2 separate regions of the Zea mays genome follow, and region 2 is linked to region 1. Evidence: chromatin contacts called from public Hi-C data. All regions are on one chromosome and are shown on one strand. The core of a region is the stretch at or near the end of the contact, and the rest is flanking DNA. Distances in the headings are between cores, read along the strand shown. Region 1 holds the start of LOC100381582 (RNA pseudouridine synthase 3 mitochondrial). Region 2 holds the start of LOC100216674.

Region 1 (4,208 bases), core at 448-2,947:
TGTGTGGCCCGTCTTGCGCAGTCGGAGTTGTTTGTCCCTTGGGTCAAGCTCGGCAACGATAACTCTGGATAGGTTGTGTGTGTGTGGGCTTTGGTTGTCTGGGCTGTTTGTGCATTCTATATAGGTTTCAGGCCCGGTTTTCCTTAAAACTAGGTCAATTATATTCTTCTTAATTGAAAGACAGAGCTCCTGCCGTTACGTTCAAAAAAATGCTGATATACAGAGGCCTATTATCCACAGAAAATAGCATTTCTCTATTAATGTAGTCATGTAGATTATTGAATGTAGTCTATATATCGGCTATCGACATTAGCAATACAACCTACAAAGGAGAAAAATACCCTGTAGATGACTAGCCTCCTCAGGTACTCGATCTCATCTTTATTAGGATGCAGTGTGGCAGTCGGAATGGTCTCATAACGCTTCTTTATGTCACTCTCAGCCACTGAAACAGGAAGGTGAATCCTCATTCCAGGCTCCATAGCATCATTATGTTTTATCTGCAACCAACTGAGGACCATATTTACTTTATTCACAAAGTACAACAACAACATACAAAAAGAGTTATAGAGCAAATACTTCGCTGGCACCTTTTTCAGATGATGCTTCTGAGTTCGAATGCTGTCAGCTGAAACCTTGTGGTCATAGCACTCAGAAAAAACCTGAATAGCAAATAGTTTTTGTTTTATCTTAGATGCTCAACCAAAGATGCATACAGCTACAGGTTGTGCAAGCTGCTATGACATTAACTCAGTAAATTTATGTGTTCAACTGATGCTATGAAGACACTAAGGCATATGAAAGAGGCTCTGTTGCTATTATCAAACAAGAAAAAAGTTCTGATGCAAGTAACTGAAATGAGTAATTAAACTAGGATTGATAACATCAGTAGTTCAACAATTCATAATCAACACTAATTGGAAAAAAAATCTGACCATTCAAACAAAGCTCCGGCGGTTAGGAATGCCAGTCCAAAAAGGGGGCAGAAGCAGAGAGATACCATTCTCCTGTTGAAATGAGCCTGCACGGCCTCCTGCGGCACGTCGGCGAAATAGTGCTTCACCCAGCTCACTGCCGTCACGCGTCGCGGCGCCACCTTCCTTCCTGGGAGAGGGTCCTGCCCTGCGGGGAACGGCGGCAGTGAGAGCAACTGCCGCGGCCTCGGCCGGGGCTTGGGCGCCCCCAAGCGCGCGACGTTGTTGGCGTCGACGCGAACCACCACCGGGTCGGCAGGCGCAGGCGCAGGCGGTGCCAGCCGGGACAGCCGCCGCAGCGCCGTCGGCCACCGCCACAGCCCCGGACGGCGTCGGCCGCGGCACAGCATCCCGCAGGGCGTAGGCCACTAGTCGTCCGTATTGTTTCCAGTCGACCCGCGTGCCGCCGTTTTCAGGTTTGGTTGGAGGACTTCACCCTTCTCTCCGTTTCGACTGGTGGGCCGGGTCCGACCGGAGCATCTGCGGTGCCACCTTTATAACCGGTAGAGAGGGCGCCGTCGCCTCCTCTCATCCACGATCTCCATCGATCCAGCTTCCAATTGGAAATCAAACGAACAGTCACACGCACGGAGAGGCCAGTAGCCGGCGGTCAGATTTTGCGATGGCCACTGGGTTTGGCTTCCAATTTCCAGGGGCTGTCGTCGGAGGCGGCGTCGGTCGCTGAGGGCCCGATGAAGGTGTGCTGCACCAAAAGGAAGCCGTAGGTGGATGCGGCCACCAGGGGTGTGGATGTTCCGTCGGAGGAATTTGTCAAAACGGATCGCTCTATCTTGCCGCTCCACAAAATACACCGTTTCAAGTTTAACTCGTCAAAAACGGTCGCTTAAGCCTGCTCGTTCATCAAAACAAGTCGCGGATAATTTTGGCGGACCTGGCAGGTGGGCCCGTGAAGCGTTGTACCGATTATGCCCTTACGGCCTCACGCACGCTGTCGGAGAGGAAATTCTCCGGCCGGGTGGCGGAACGCACGCGCCCTAAATCCTAAGATGAGGAGTGGACTAAGGGTCTGTTTGGTTGGGCTGTGGCTGTAAAAAAAGTTGCTGTGGGCTGTGAGCTATGGAAAAAGCTGCTGTAGGCTGTAAGCTGTTAAAAAGCTAAAAACCGTTTGGTGTAAACCACTAAAAGTCGCTAAAAATTCTTCGATATATGTTTCACAGTTCCATCCGAAAAGCCACTAAAAGCAGGTCCAGGGGTGCTTTCAGATTTGCACTGCGAGAAAGTCGACTTTTAGAAAAAGCTGCTTCCTAGATCTAGCCCTTTGGTTGGCTTTTGGCTTTTAGGGGGCAAAAGCCAAAGCCAAAAGTCAAACCAAACACACCGTAAGCGTTTTGCCTGTCTATTGAAGGGTGGAAGAACACACGAGGACACGAGAGTTTAGAGTGGTTCAGGCCGCCGGAGCGTAATATCCTACTCCACTGTGTGTTGTATTGAGTCTGTGAGCTTGTATAAACTTGTGAGTCTGAGAGTCTGAGTGAATCTGTCTTGTAACGTCGTGTGCCTTCACTTTTATAGCTCAAGTGAGGCACATACAAGGATGCTGAGCCCCGACATGTGGGCCTAGGAACATAACAGAAGGAATATATTATAGGAGTAACTAACGCCTGTGCAATCTCCTGTGTGCCTCGATGTCCACAGTCCACGCAGTATTGGTATACGACGGCTGCTTCCTTGGTAACGCGCGAGTGATGATGAGCATAGTGCACGCAACAGTATGGGCGTACCGTCTGCCAATGGAATGGACAGGCACGCCGCCTGCGGAACGGACTGGTCGCCGCCTGCCGGCAGAATGGACATGTCTCATTAAATGCGGAGGCGGCACATCGCCTGTCAGCGGAATGGACAGGGCTCATTAAATGCAGAGACGGTACACCGCCTGCCAGTGGAATGGACAGGCGGCGCGCCTTATCCGCAATAAATGCAGAGGCCGCGTAGCCCGGAGGCCTTACGTCAGGCTCCGCCCGTTGGCTTACGTCACGTGCACCATGCCACGTGGCAGCATCGGGGCTCGGCCTGGGCGGGGAGCAGAAGCGTAAACGATAAGGTTCGGACACGTGTCGGCTCTGGACCCCCGCCTGGCCTTGATTAAGGCCTGGGCATTCTCTATCCCAGAATCCTGGGACCCTGCCGTGAGTGGCCCGGACCCCACATGGAGGGGTCCGGACCCCATCCTAAGGGTCCGGTTTGCGCCCGTGGGGTCCTGGACCTTACCCAGAGGCCCAATCTATATATACAGGGGTCCGACACTTTTCCTTGGGGGTCCGGACTCACTGTTGATACCTCGGAGTATATCATCTTCTCCGGCCACGTGGCGGCCCCGGAACCATCCACGTGGAGGGGTCGGGAGCTGTCGCTGGCCCAGAGTAGTCGCCCGAGGCTGGGACGAGCCATGGTCTGGTCCCACGCACAACTCCTTTACCACGCGACTAAAGATAGTCGCGTGGGTACTGCGTCTTCATACGGTAGTAAGGGGTACCCCTGTTTTAGGGTACTGACAGTGGCTCCCGGGTCCACCTCATGGGAGGATGTGAGCCTGCAGGTGGGGCCAATAGCCTGATTGGTGATTAGCGCGCCGCTTCCATGCGTCTGCTGACGTACTACCCGTCAACCCGCCTTCGGTCACGCCAACTACCATATTTGTCTCCGCAGCTGACTGACCCGCGGCCCCCACACCTGGTGGTTTCACCGGGCCACGCACGAGGCGCCTCGATACCGCTGCATTGGTTTAAAAAATCACCTTCTCTGTCTTCTGCCGCGGCCCCGAGGAAGCACACTACCGGCGCGTGCGGCGGTACGCTTTTTCTGCACCCGGGAACCGACACCCAAGGAGTATGACTCGTGGGCCCGGGCCCCCGTGTCATAGTCTGGGCTGTTGTTTCTTGCGGCGGAGATGAAGAGGCACGGTACCACGGGCGGCGGTTCACTTTTTCCGCACTCGAAGTCCAGCACTCCAGTTGTATGACTTGTGGGCCCGGGTCCCCGTGTCAGAGACTGGGTCGCCTGGGCGTCAGGTGTGCGTCGGTCGGGATTTCCTGTAGCGTCTTGGGGCGTGAGCGGGAGAGTCTACCTTGAAGAGGGATTCACCCCGCGTGCAGCAGTTACGCTTTCACATTCTCTCCCAATCGCTGCGCCCTTTCGCCTTCGAGCTCTCTACGCCTCTTTGCATTCACGCTCTTCTACTTTGTGTCGTCGTAGTCGCCATGGCTTCGCTAGTTC
Region 2 (4,274 bases), core at 1,718-4,217, 190 kb after region 1:
TGGTGATGATTCCTGCTCCTGGGGTGATGGAGGTGGGAAGCTTGGCCTGTCATATGGCACATGATAAGAATTCCTCGGTGGCTCCTGGGATGATGGTGGTCGGTAGCTTGGCCTGTCATAAGATGCATAATAAGAAGTCCTCATTGCCTCCTGGGGTGATGGAGGTGCATATCTTGGCCTGTCATAAGGCATGTAATAGGTAGAAGTATTCATAACTGGTTCCTGGGACGATGGAGATGGGTAGCTTGGCCTGGTATAAGGTGGTGGGTAGTATGAAGACGATACCACCGGTGAGGAGTGCGATTGTAAGAACCTATCCATGCCACTGTGATTGTCCATAGGGTAATGTGACTCAACACGGACTGTTTCCACCGGTCGTGGGTGCTCCTCAACTGACACTGATGGGTTAGGCCCTGACCTCAAGTATCTCGAGACATGAATGGTTCTCTTCTCATATGAACCATAAGGCAGGCTGAGCGTCTCTGGCTTCTGTTGCTTGACAGGGGAGATGAATGTATCGAAGATGAGCTCATGGTGGTCATCTCCAGCAACAAACCGTTGGAGAGCCATTGAAACACGCTTCAGGGACTCGATGTAAGCAATGTGAGAAGATGCAAATCGGTTGCGCTGCTCCAGTGCCTGCTTGATGAAGTCCCTTCTGTCCCGGCACATCTTGATGGCTTCCTCATCTTCTAACCTGGAAGCAGCACATCCCATCTCTCCAAAGCCGTGTATAGTTTTCAAGGACCAGTCATGCTTGTGTCATAATCTCCGAGCTTCGAACATGAGAAGAGAGCAAACCCAGTGTCAAAGGCCTGCCCTTCTAAACGTGAGAAGAAAAATGACAAAATGTTACAGAAGAGTTTCAGCTTCAGCCAGGTATTGTTGTTCATCCATCACTGTTGAAATTACCTAAAACTGTAGAAAGATCACTTGTTTGCCAGCAAGAGCTCTGCTGCTGAAGCCAGCGAACGGGGAGATGACCTGGACCACAATCCTACAATTTGGCAAGTTTCAGAGAGTTCATAAACAACATTGATGATGCGAAATGGTCATATACAATAAGGTTACTAACTTACTACATGTATCGACAGGGAACTAAAGCCTATGTTATCCATGTGCAAGTCGAAAACCATGAGAAGATGAAATTCGTCTACTTGGCCACTTACCAAGCCCTGAAACTATCATTCCCAAAAGTAGAATGAAAGCTACAAGACATCAGAAAAAAAAAAGATGATCCTTTGCAAATGAAATGCCCCACTGCAACATGCCCTACACTGCGCTACACATTTGTCCGGTAGCAACCAAATTGTTTTCTCCTTACTAAAGAGAACTAAGCATGAAAGTGAAGGCTATCATCCTTGGCCCAGCAAGAGATGAAGGGGCCTACCTTCTGCTACTTGCATAATGATGGTCACAGTAAACGGACCCTGACAACTAAAACTAAATTCAGTTCAGGACACTGTAAGATGCAGGGTGAGGACAGCGCCTTGAAACTACCAGTGTGCTAGTACAATGCGCACATTTTGTTCGCCGTCATTAATGGGGTCCTTAAACTATAGACAGACATGAAAGGCAATAAAGAGATATCATATATGTGAAATCAGGGATCAGCCGCTGAAGATTTTAACAGTGAAAAGAGAGCACGAATATAAGCCTTGAACACTGTATAGATTGGTGGAACTGGATGGAGTAATAGTATTCAGTTGTCTATGCAGTTGTCAAAAGTAAAAAAAATATAGGAAACATACAGAACTGCAGCTAAGGCCCAAAAATCTGGTGATGACTAACAATAACTTTGTCTCTTTGCAGAGAGAGAGAGAGAGAGAGAGAGAGAGAGAGAGAGAGAGGTCTTGGGCTCTTGGCAGCTCAGGGAAACGAAACTGCTTCAGAGAAAGAAAGCTACTAGGAATCCAATGTTCAGTTTTCTCTTGCTAGCGTGAGAAGAAAACTGGAGTGGAACGGCAATCTCTACAAAACTCCTGTCCGCACTGAAAATTTTGATTTTTAACAGATCAGAGAAGGGCCCATTGTATGCCAAGACGTGAAACCACGAACTCGGCTGACAATGGAAGGGCACAAATGTCTGTCTCCCTCTGAACGCACCACAGCTATCCATGCCGAAACAAGGAGGGCTGGAATTGCGGAACAAACGCCGAAAACGAAGGATGTGTTAGTTGATTGAAAAGATCCACAACAATCTGAAAACCCACGGCACGGCACAGTCCTGACGAACGCCGAAGGTACGGCGGACCAGGCGAAGGAGGCGGGAGGCAAAATCAGGAGGAGACGAGAGGGGGAAAAAAGAACAGAAACATCAAATACTGCTGCAGCAAGAACCGTGGACAGTTCCCCTTCGCCAGTTGCCACAACGAAGATCGAACGGCGACGAGAAAAATGCACAGAAAAAAAAGGAGTAGAACGGAGGCCGAGTCAGCGGGAACAGGCAGACGTGGTTGTGAAGTGCGAAGGAAGCAAAGGCGACGAGGAACGGAGCATAAAACAGTAGGAGGGCGTACCGATAGGAGAAGCCAGCGACGGCGTACGTGTTCTTGGAGCGCTCGGAGGACGCGCGGAATTCTAAAGATCGGGAGCAGCTAGCTCTACGAGAACGAATCCATTCCTTCCGCCTCTCTCTCTCTCTCTCTCTACTCGCTTTGGTCCCCACAGATTCCTCACCCCGACCGCATCGATTGCCAACATTAACTAAAACAGAACAAAAGTAGCGATGCGCGCGAGCTGCGTGTATGCATTCGCATTAGAATAAGAATCGGAGGTATACCTGAGAGACAGTGAGGGAACTGCCTTCTCTTTCCCGGGAGGCTGCTGTGCTGTGCTGTGCTGTGTGTGTAAACAAGAACGAGTGGAAGACGAAGGCGGCTTTGTGCAGTCTGCAGAGAGAGAGAAGAGAGGGAGAGAGGAGTGGCCGGGAACGGAAGGACAGAGGGAGAGAGAGACTGCAACGGTCAAAAGGCTTTCAGAGGGGAGGAGAAATCAGCGGCGATGAGAGAGAAAGGGTGTAAACGGGGAGAGTATTTCTTGTATATTAATATATAACACTACGATTTTTATGGAGCAAGAGATCGACGACGATGGCAGCAGCAGCACAAGTGAGTGAAGAGAGTGACAGTGTCGAGAGAGAGGTAGACGGCGGAGTCGCGGGGAGAGGCACGAGGAATGTGGGAAATAATATTGTCAATTAAATTTAATAGAGGTGGAGGATAACTGGATAAGGACCTGAACTGTTGTTTCGATGTTATGTTAAGTCTATATATAATTTATTTGGTGAATTTAGTTGATATTACGAGTATATAGATAATTTGGTTGGATAGATTTTATAAAGTTTAAATCAGTAGATTATATAATGGTATAGATATATAATACCGCACTCATTCTATTTTTCCACGGAAATTGGTTTCACCGGCACTTTTTTCGTTCACGAAAATTGGTCTCGGCGCATTTCAGGCGTGGGGCTACATTTCCATTTTTTCCATGGAAATTGGTCATAGCTAGGGGTAAATCAGCTCGTACTAATTGTTAGTTAAGTAGCAGGTAAGACACTAGCTAGTAATTGTTGTAGGTAAAACTTTAGTTAATTTTCTTGGCAGCTAGTAATTAGAGAGGTTTGCTATTTTGTCACCCTCAGTTTTGGCTCAATGTTATTATGACATCCGTGTTTATGACTGGTGTGATTATCTATGTCTATGATTTGTGGTCCCGGTGATATACTAGTGAAGCCTATAAATGATAATGACAAAATTGCCAATGTCTCTAGTAATTAATGTTAGCTACATACGATACAATTTGTGGCCTATGTTACCTAAGGCTATTTGTACTCGTACAACTCTAAATTTCTACTCTAAAAGGAATATTTTATTTTTATCATCATTTTTTTTATGGTATACCACAATCATTCGTCTTCATATTTTCTCTATATATCTCAACTCTATACCAAGTATCACATATTATATTATTTCTTTTTAATTTTATTCCATCTCTCACACTTCTCACCAACTTTTCTGAGAATTTGGTTGTGGATAAAATCTGGCTGTAGAAAAAATCTGAGTATCGTGAGGATTACGTGCTGAGGAAGATGAAGTTGTCAAAGGGTTCAAAAATCTAGAAAGCGATGGATTCCTAATATCGTGACGACTCAACCGATTCTGTGTTCATGTTGATTTTGGACGTTTTTTATCAAAGTGATTCTTATAGAAGTGGGCAGAAAAGCTAGGGTGTTTGGTACTACATCCGTTCACAAATATATGACATTGTTG

What was found. Hi-C and Micro-C count contacts between places; a contact is called where the count stands out from the background.
Region 2: a Hi-C map of ear shows a contact between it and region 1, with 2.3 times the contacts expected there. The contact joins the promoter of LOC100216674 here to the promoter of LOC100381582 in region 1. A contact is called at or near these places in 3 of 25 Hi-C or Micro-C datasets (ear, leaf and tassel).

The regions. Positions count from the first base shown.
Region 1 is chr4:43,719,413-43,723,620 of Zm-B73-REFERENCE-NAM-5.0, forward strand. LOC100381582 (RNA pseudouridine synthase 3 mitochondrial) reads right to left here and starts at 1,698. Exons shown (of 8, transcript NM_001412104.1): 1 at 1,001-1,698; 2 at 591-662; 3 at 342-510. The coding sequence starts at 482.
Region 2 is chr4:43,912,964-43,917,237 of Zm-B73-REFERENCE-NAM-5.0, forward strand. It overlaps LOC100216674, which reads right to left and starts at 2,968. Exons shown (of 6, transcript NM_001348782.1): 1 at 2,783-2,968; 2 at 913-997; 3 at 1-776. The coding sequence starts at 717.